Regions from separate parts of the Sus scrofa genome. Here region 2 is linked to region 1. A link is a contact called in public HiChIP or PLAC-seq data. All regions are on one chromosome and are shown on one strand. The core of a region is the stretch at or near the end of the contact, and the rest is flanking DNA. Distances in the headings are between cores, read along the strand shown.

The links. HiChIP or PLAC-seq counts read pairs in DNA pulled down with a chosen protein or histone mark.
Region 2: a contact with region 1 is called in an H3K27ac HiChIP or PLAC-seq map of alveolar macrophages. The contact joins the promoter of ZNF236 here to the enhancer-like site in region 1. A contact is called at or near these places in 1 of 5 promoter capture datasets (fetal liver), 5 of 47 Hi-C or Micro-C datasets (adipose tissue, blood, omental adipose tissue and 2 more) and 2 of 2 datasets of contacts at active chromatin or transcription factors (alveolar macrophages and skeletal muscle).

Annotation. Positions count from the first base shown.
Region 1 is chr1:147,566,695-147,571,302 of Sscrofa11.1, reverse strand. No RefSeq gene overlaps it. Among named protein-coding and RNA genes, the nearest start is that of MBP, 81 kb to the left of the region's middle. Within about 2 kb of position 1,737, at least 52 of the 83 cell types and tissues checked have an H3K27ac peak or open chromatin away from gene starts, as enhancers often do. A contact at or near this core is called in adipose tissue, alveolar macrophages, fetal liver and 4 more, where this site is marked.
Region 2 is chr1:147,780,111-147,784,715 of Sscrofa11.1, reverse strand. ZNF236 (zinc finger protein 236) reads left to right here and starts at 2,555. Exons shown (of 33, transcript XR_002345824.1): 1 at 2,555-2,709.

The sequences.
Region 1 (4,608 bases), core at 488-2,987:
TAAAGCCTGGTGGCTGCATGTTAAGGTAGAGACTGGAAACCTGCTCATCCAGCCTCTCTGCTCAGCAGGACCATCAGGGTCTCTGCTGACAATTACTGTGCATTAAATCCAGCTCCTAGGGCCCCCAACTCAGGCTGATTTAAGCTTCCTTCCGTGGCTCCAAGGGACCAATAGAAGTGTCCTCCTTTATGTAGTGCTTAATGACTACTTACTAAAAATCGTACCAAGGAATTAGGAAACTGACTCTCCTTACTGACAACTTCACTGAGGAAGTTAGGACAGGGTGACTAAAAGAGATGTGACAGTCCAATCATCCTGTAGAGGAAGCATATTTTGTTGGGTGTGGCCACTCAGGAGCAGTGGAATTTTAAAGAGACAGAAACCAAAGGCAGCTCTGTGAGGTTTGCAAGGTGTCCTGTCAGTCTGCAGGGCAGCAAAGAGGGGCTGGTGGCAGGATCCTGGAACTTAATCCTGTAGGCACCTGTGAGTCTCTGTGCCTTGGTTTCCTAGTCAGTGAAAATGAGAGTAGGAGTTCCCTGGTGACTTAGCTGCTTAGGACTTGGCATTGTCACTGATGCGGCATGGGTTCAATCCCTGGCCCAAGAACTTCCACATGCCATGGGCATTGCCCCCCCAAATGAAGATAATAATAGGGTAGTTATATCAAAGGAGGGTATCCCCTGGCATCAGGACGATTCATCAGGTGAAATAGCATTTTCAGAAGACAGCTGGCAATTTGTAAGTGGTCAAAAATGCTACCTGGGTACAGAAATGGTTGTCAATTTTTTAAAGAACCTAGAAAACTAAAAGTTCAACATACCTCCAATTAGCATTTAGAAATTCAGAAGGAAATAGAAAAAAATCACCAAAAAGACTGGTCTCTACTCTTTTCCACCTTCAGCAAGTGCCTTTCATCAGGGCACATGGTCGAGGCCATCCCCCACCAAAGCTAGGCTGAAGTGATTCCATGTCAATCACAGATCAAATAACTTTTCTAAATGCTCTTCTCTTTGGACAGAAATACGATACTTTAGAAAGATTTTTAAGGTGCATTTGAACCAAACAGTTTTTGTTCAACCCTGGTTAATAAAGGTACTCAGTTAAATCCTAGGGAGTTACTGTTAACCGACATTTTATGGCAATTTTTAACTGGATTTCCTCCCTTCAGGTTTTGATCTATCCCACTTAAAAAAAAATTCAGCTACCGACGAGCACCCGTGGCCTGGGAGGAACGCCGCGGGTTCATAAGGCTTCTGCCCCTTGCAGGTCATTTGGCCCATCCTTTCCTGAAGATCTGCTTTGACTCCTGCTGGCTCCACACCTGGGTCCCCATGTCCCAGGAGGCCCTCAGCACTCTCATGTGGCCTACCAGGGAGCAGAGGTACAGGCCTGAGCCCAATATAGGGAGGTCCCTAACTTGCAGGCCACTCTGTAAAACATCCCCCTGACCTCGGTGGGCTAAAAATCTTCTCCAAAAGCCATAGGTCTTAAATAGGATGCATCCTAAAATCCCCTTCCTAGGAAAAACTCTCTTTCTAGGCCAGGTGTTCATGTCCATGTCAGAACAGCCAGCGCCCCCCCGCCACCATGTTTATACCCCTCCCAACACATCCCAGCTGCTGCACGTGCCCTCCACGGAGGCAGAGAAAAACTGCACACATGCTGTTGATTCTCACATTGCCGCAATTGGAAAACAGAGGATGGGGAACCGAAACACGCCTATTTCCTGCCGGAGTCCCACTGAGTCCCAAAGAAACTGAAAGGGTTTCCCAAATCTCACTCCGCCTTCCAAACGGGAGAGAGAGAGTAGCCCCTAAGAGAAAGCAGCTGGTGTCACCGGTATCCCGCAGGACCTAGAATCACCTAGGCGTCAGTAGAACCTTGCAGCACACACAGCACCCTCAGAGCCAGCTCACCCAGCGACGGGCCCAGAGGGGCTTCACGCGGGACAGGGGGACCGCGCCGCGCGCAGGTGCGCGCAGGTGCGCGCAGGTGGGGTACCGGCCGGCGCAGGTGGGCTCAGGCAGCTCAGCCAGGCCAGGCCTCCCGAAGGCGGAAGCAAGGCGAGTTGCCTGTCACCGCCCTCCACGCTCAAAGGGAAACTGGTTTTCGTCTGGAAACGGCGGGAGGGTGAGGTCGTCTGCCCGGCTCCAGGTGTGTCTTTAAGAAGCACTTTAAGCCTGTGGGGATCCCCCGCCTGCTCGAAAGCTCGCCACCAGCACCCATCCCCGCAACGCCCAGGGCGGCCTCTTTGACCTTCGTCACCTCCCTCCGAAACTCCACCCCCACCCCCTCCCACACTCTTGAGACCCCAGCCACGGGAGCCCACATCTGGACACTCATCCGGGACAGCCCCGCTGCTCTGGAGCGCGTCTACACCCGCACCCACCCCCCGCCCCGGCGGCCCCTGGGCTGCCACCTGCCGCCACCTGCGCCGCCGCCCAGGGGAACTCCGGGCCCGGGTCCCCGCTCCGAGGGCGCTGATAAAGGCGCTTGCCCACCCAAGAGTCACCCACCGCGCTAAGCTTGGTGCTCCTAGGCCGAGGGCGCCGCGGGATCCAGGCCGCCTTCCCGCCGCCCCGGCCCCAGGCGCCAGGAGCGCGGGGTCCCAGGGCTCCGCCTTCCGGGTCAGGGACGCGGGCCGCCGGGGCCAAAGGCTCGTCCTCGCTGGCGCGCTGCAGAGGCGACTGACGGCGGCTGCTCGGGGGCCGAGCGCCCCGCCTCCCTCCCCCGCCTCCCGGGCTGCCTGCGAGCCAGGTAAACACGCCGCCCCGGGCCCAGCCGCCCACCTGCCGCCCGCTGGCCAGGTCCACGTCCCGACGCCTCCGCCACGAGGGCTCCGGGCACACGCGGGAGGCGGGCTCGGAGTTTGCCCGGGACTGAACTCGGGCTCTTTGCGCCTCCGCGCGTGGCGGAGCCTACGAACCACCCCGCCCGACCGTGCTGGGAGGGACTGCGGTAGTTTAGGCTCCACGCCCCATACCACGGCCGCCGTGGCCGCTGGCCAGAATCTACTTCCCCGCCTCGGGGTGCAGGGCACTCCGCAAAACCTGGCCCCTTGGGAACACCAGGGTGGCGTTGGTGCAGCACCGCTCACAGGTAGGGTTCCTCTGGAGAGCGCATGCTTCCCGAAGGAGGCTGGCGAGGAGGGCTCAAAGTAGACCAGAAAACGCACAGAAGGAGCGGGCGAACCTGGGTCCTGCGGCCTGAATGATCTCTCCCTCGGCTTGGGGTCGGTGTCATCCTCTTGGTCCAAGGGATCCTGGTGTTGGACATTAGTCACCTACACAGAGTCGTTTCCCCCTGGACTTTCGGCCTCATCCTGATGGTGGAAAAGTAGGAGGTGGAGGGAGAGACGCGACCACCAATTTAGATTCGGGGTCAGGGGATTGAATCTGAGCTTTCCAAGGAGCCCCTGGGAATCCACACTGTTCATTGGGGGAGGGGGAGTCTGGTGCCCTTGAGACCCAGCCTTGTCCCCTGGGCCGGCTTTAGGGGCCAGTAGAGCCACCTCCCAGTGTGGTTTCAGGGCTGACACCCTCACAGACCCCAGGGGGTTTATCGTTCAAGTTCAGGTGCTGGAGATTCAAGAGAAGTGTGTCCACCTCACTTCACTGTCACATCACTATTTGATCCTTTCCTCTAAGAAGATTGGCCTGGGGGGTTCTGGAGTTGGAGGTGGGGGGTCAGGAGGGAGGATGGCTGCTGAAGATGAAGTTTGTGTTTCCACTTTTTTGCTGGGAGCCTTCAGCTCACTTGCAGCCAAGGCTGGACAGGTGGAAGTGAGGGACTCAGAAGAACCCCAGGATGAGTAGGGTAGTGACTCTGACAGGGAAGTTCCAAGGCTCCTGACCCAAGTCACTCTTACCTGCCCCCCTCCCCCATATTTCTTAAAGCTCAGGCCAACAACTGGTCCCATGTAGATTCTGGTTTTAGCATCACAAACTGCTTCTCCTCCCCACAAATGCCACTTTGCTTTGTCCAGGGGTAACTGGGGCTCCTACCTTGCAGATGTTAGGGAAGGCTGGAGAGTCCAGGCTCCAAGCAACTACAGAGACTGTCCTGCTTTGTGCTGTGCAGAGGCTTCACGGTTGCCAAGAGCCATCTCTGCAAAGTCAGGCTTGCCAAGCTCCAGCTAAGACTCTTTTTAATGTATGTATAAAATTCCCCCATGCATATATTTTGGGGATATAATGGCCTTCAATTCATAAGAATTTCAAGGAAAATGTATGTGCGATAGTAAGGAACACAATGTAATAAAGTGATGGGTGGGCTTTTGAAAGTTCTCCCAGGCCAGGGACAGGACCCAGGGTAGAGGAAGCAGTACTGGGCGCTTCTCATGGCAGGGGGTGGTGGTGTCATACTTCACATGAAGATGGGCAAAATGACAGACTCATTTTGTTGAATAAAATTGAACGGTGTCTTTTGACAAATAAACAATAAATGACCCAAGCCTCATTGTCTCTGATATTTCTCAGAAAGTCACATGGCCTTTCCCTTCTCTCTCACTGCCTTTCCAATACTGAAGCAGCAGCCTTTAGCGTTTCATATTCTAGCAAGGATCACAAAGTTTCATGCATGGTACAGACTCAGTAAATTTTGGTTCAG
Region 2 (4,605 bases), core at 1,306-3,805, 210 kb before region 1:
GGAATGTACTATAATAAAGGCCATATGACAAAAACACAGCTGACATCATATTCATGGCAAAATGTTCAAAGCTTTCCTACTACGTCCAGGAACAAGAGGAGGGTGCTCAGTTTCACCACTCCTATTCAGCATTGCACTGGGAAGTCCTAGCCAGAGCAATTAGACAAGAAAAAGAAAAGGAGAATAATTCTCTTTGCAGATGTTAAGGTCTTATATACGTGATGTATAGGTATGTCTGTATGGTGAAAAAGAATCCTATAAAACTATAGAGGGGCACAGTGAAAGGGATATAGCTGTCTTATGAATGTGAGAATCTCATAACTAACCTGGAGTTTGACTTTTGCCTTTTATAACAACGTGAGATTTTATTTAGGTGCTTACTCAGTTTGATTTTCTATTTTTTTCCATTGTCCTGATTTCCTCATCTATTTATTTTACGCCAATACAAATTGCTTCAAATACTTTTCAGAACAAAATAGAGTATACATTCATAAACACATCATCATCCATATTGATTTACAGATGGCTAAGGATTCTTATTTTTTATTTTATTTATTTATTTTTTATCTTTTTAGGGCTGCACCCGTGGCACATGGAGGTTCCCAGGCTAGGGGTCCAACCAGAGCTGTAGCCACCAGCCTATGCCAGAGCCACAGCAACACCAGATCCGAGCCATGTCTTCAATGTACACCACAGCTCTCGGCAATGCCGGATCCTACAAATGGCTAAGGATTCTTATGATCTCCTTCCAATCTGTTTTCTCAGGCTTATATGGTAACCCAGCACTAATATGCATATGGAAATAGCTGTATTTTGTCTAAAATTATGTAGATTTTCACTTTGATGCAACTATGAGCATGGGTTTAACAGGTAAACAGATTTGGTTTGGGGCTTGGATTTGCTTACAGGCTATACTTCTCTGAACCTCATCTGTAAAATAGTACCTTGCAAGAATGTTGTAAGGATTAGAAGTATTCTATATAAAGCACTAAAACATGGCAAGAAGTTTAAAAAAAGAGCAGGAGTTCCCATTGCTCCTCAGTGTGACTAGTATCCACGAGGATTTGAGTTCAACCTCTGGCCCTGCTTAGTGGGCTAAAGATCCTGAGTTGCTGTGGCATAGACAGGGAGCTACAGCTTGGATTAGAACCCTAGCCTGGGAGCTTCCATATACTGCACCTGTGGCCCTAAAAAAACAAAAAAGCAAAAACTCAACCCCCCAGCAGATGTCGATTGCTAAATCCCATTTGCTATTCATTGGCTGGCTGATGTTGGTTAAATAACCTGAACTTGTTTCCTTTTATGATGGTCTACTTTTTAATAAACTTCATGTATATAAAGTACCTGACAGATAAGACTCACTAGTGTTTCTTTACCCTGTTGCCTCTACCTGAACATCCTGTTAGAATACAACCACTTACTAAAAATGTTTCAGTTAAGAGAGGGTTTTTCCCTCTGTAATTAATCTTATCCTTCTCAAAGTTCTCTGTGGATTTTTAAATAAAGCCTCTGACATTTGACTAATTTTGTGTCTTTCTTGCCCGATGAGTCCAAGTTTTTTGGAGGGAGATTGTTTTGTTAACCTTTGAATTCTCTCATAATATGGTCAGTGATTATTATTTGTGCCTTTGAAATAGTTTTTTTTTTTTCTGAGGATATTATGTTAGACGTTTTCTTTTGTTTTACTTGACCTTACCTAACACTTTGCTGTCATGTTCCTGTTTGAATTTTGTGGAAGTTGGTGTGGCTAACAACAACAACAACAAAAAATCAATACATTTGAAACTATAAATCTTAAGGCATTACATTAGATAGGAACATTAGTCCAAGACTGATGTTTTGGATAGTTTTGGCTCCGGGGCTTTTTGCCACTATAGTCTGTTCAGGGCCTTCCTGAAACAACACATCAAGACGAAGTGCTCTTGGTTTTCCTGGAATTCATGAGCATATAAACACGTGTCACATACTACGCATGTGGCACATAATGGACCCTAGGTCGGGGTTTTCTTTTACCTGCCTCCACCTGGGAAGCTCCTCCTCACCACCTCTGCCTGCTCAAGGTTACCTTTCCTACTTACTTCCCATGACCCGACCTGTTGGGTGACTTTGGCTGCCCAAGACGTAAGCCAGGACCGCCAGGTGACCGCGGCCCGCCCGCCCCACCTCCTCGAGGCCAGGACCGCCAGGTCATTGTGGGTCGCCCGGCCCCCAGCCCCAGACGCCAGGAGCGCGAGGTTCCGCGGCCTGCTAGTGTTCCAAGCCGCCTGGGAGGCCAGCACCTCCAAGTGACTGCGGCCCGCTCACCCTCCGTCGCCCAAGCCCGAACGGCGGAACGCGCATGCGCACCACGCCGCTCCCCCGCCCCCACCTCGCGCCCGCGCCCAACGCCCCCAACGCGGCCCGCCGGGCCATGGAACCCGCCGAAGTTGGCGCGGTTCGAGCTCTCCTGTTCGCTCGCTCGGGCGCCTTCCCCCCGTGAGGCCCGTGGGCGCTCGGCCGGGGCTCGGCGGCTGCCTGGGCCGCTCCGCCCGCCTCCGCCGCTCGGCGGGCGCGCGCCGCGCTCCCGCGGCCGATCCCCGCGCGTGCGCGCTCTGCCGAGTGTATGTGTGTGAGTGTGTGTGCGGCCGAGGGGTGGTCCGCCGCTGCCGCCGACGATGCCGCGGGGCCGCCCCCCGAAGCCCAAGGAGAGCAAGGCGCGCGGCGACACCGGTAAGCGGCCCCGGCCCGGCCGGCCGCGCTGTGCCGCTCCGCGCGAATATAGTCCCCGGATGCGGCGCGGGGGGCGCTGGGAGCGGGCCGGGCCGGGGGTGGCGGGGCGGCTGGGCTGGGCCCGGCCTGGGGCCGGGGCCGGGGCCGGGGTCCGGGGTCCAGGCCGGGGAGCGGCCCCGCCACGCCCGCCGCCGCTGACGCCGCCGCCTCCCGACTGCCGGCCGCAGGGCGCGGGCGGAATGATATCGGCGCGGCGCGGCCGGCCCCTCCGCCGGGCTGGGCCTACTTTCCTGGGCCGCGCGGGCGGGCGGCAGCTGCGGCGGCGGGGCCGGGGGCGAGGCGCGCCGCCTTCCCCCTCCCGCTCCCGCTCCAGCTCCCCGCGCCCCGCTCCTCCCGCACCCTCCTTCTTCGTCCACGCAGCCAGGCTGGCGCGGGGCGCGGGAGGCCTTCTTTTTGGGAAGCTGCGTCCGTGCGGGGAATGGCGGGCCCGGGGGCAGGCGGCTGGGAGGGTGCGGAGCCCCGAGGCGGGCAGGAGGGGGCCCGGTAGCCGGCCCCCCGGCCTCTCCCGCGGCTCCCGGAGGGCTGGTGCCCGCAGGACGCGGGCGCGCGGGGCCGTGTCTGGACCCGGCAGGCCGGCGTGCGCTTCTCACTGTGCCCTCGCAGGCATCGGGGAGCAGGAGGGGCGGGCTAGGGGTCGGTGTAAGCTTAGGGGACGAACCAAACCAGATGGGACCGTTCTAGTTACTGCAGTTGCTGAAATTGACAGACGAGTAAACTAGGAAGGTGTTCCGACGTCACTGCCACGCAGTAAATGTGAATTTCATCGAGGATGCTCACACTTCGTGTAGCCCTTGTGGAACTTGGGGAAATACAGGTGTGCAGATGGGTAGTCGGGTAATAACCGCTCAGAATTTTGATTAGTGTCTGATGGTGTCTGGAAGCAGGTCTCAAAGGGCTCTCTTCCTGCTTTGGCCTTATTTTATTCAGTGTTTATTAAGTTTTTTGTTGATATGACTTCTGCTAAGAATAGCAAAGTGCAGTGTCTCTCTGTTACTTGGGAAAAGGCTTAGGAGAAAAAAAAGAATGTAAAATTTGCATTGGAATAAGGCCAGGAAATTATTCGTCCTCCACTCTCCCATTTCACCTAGTTTTTCAAGCCTCAAACTTAGAAAAATAATTCTCTTACTCCCTAAGACATTTCTTAAGTTTTGTAGCTTCTACCCCCCAAATGTATTTTCAGTTGGCCCTGCTCTTTCCCTCTCCTGGGTTACCACCTTACCATTTTTCAGGCTCTGTAGGAGCCTCTGGTCTCTCTGCCAGTCCTATAAACCCATCATCTGTAGGCCTGAGGCTCTCTTTAAGATGTAAATACATGGTCACACCCTGATTAAAATTAAGCTGTGGATCCCTTATCCCTTTAACTTAAAATCCCACTCCTGCAGGATCCTAACTGATCTGGCATTTGTCCATCTCTTTTTGCTCTTGCCCTGCCCTACCACTCAGTCCTTGGCATTCCAGATGACACCACATTTACTTCTGTCTCAGGGCCTTTGCAGTTCCCTATTTTGAGACTCCACCTCCTCTTCTGTAGGTCTCTGTGCTTCAGCATCCTAAGAGAGGCCTCTTCAGACCTTTCAGACCTTTTTGCTACTTTCCCCCCGCTTTCCACCAGTCATTCTTTACCACAATGGTTTTCAAAAGTGTGGGAGTTCATGGAGACAATTTCAGGGGTCTGCAAGGTAAATATTTTTGTAGTAATACTAAGACCATTTGACTTTTTCATTTGGTTAACATTTGCACTAGTCACACACAGGTAATTAGGCGTAAAACTGTTCATGCCTTAGCAGTAGTCAAGGTGTGGAAACACCATACTGTGTGAGGCTGCATTATTTTAGT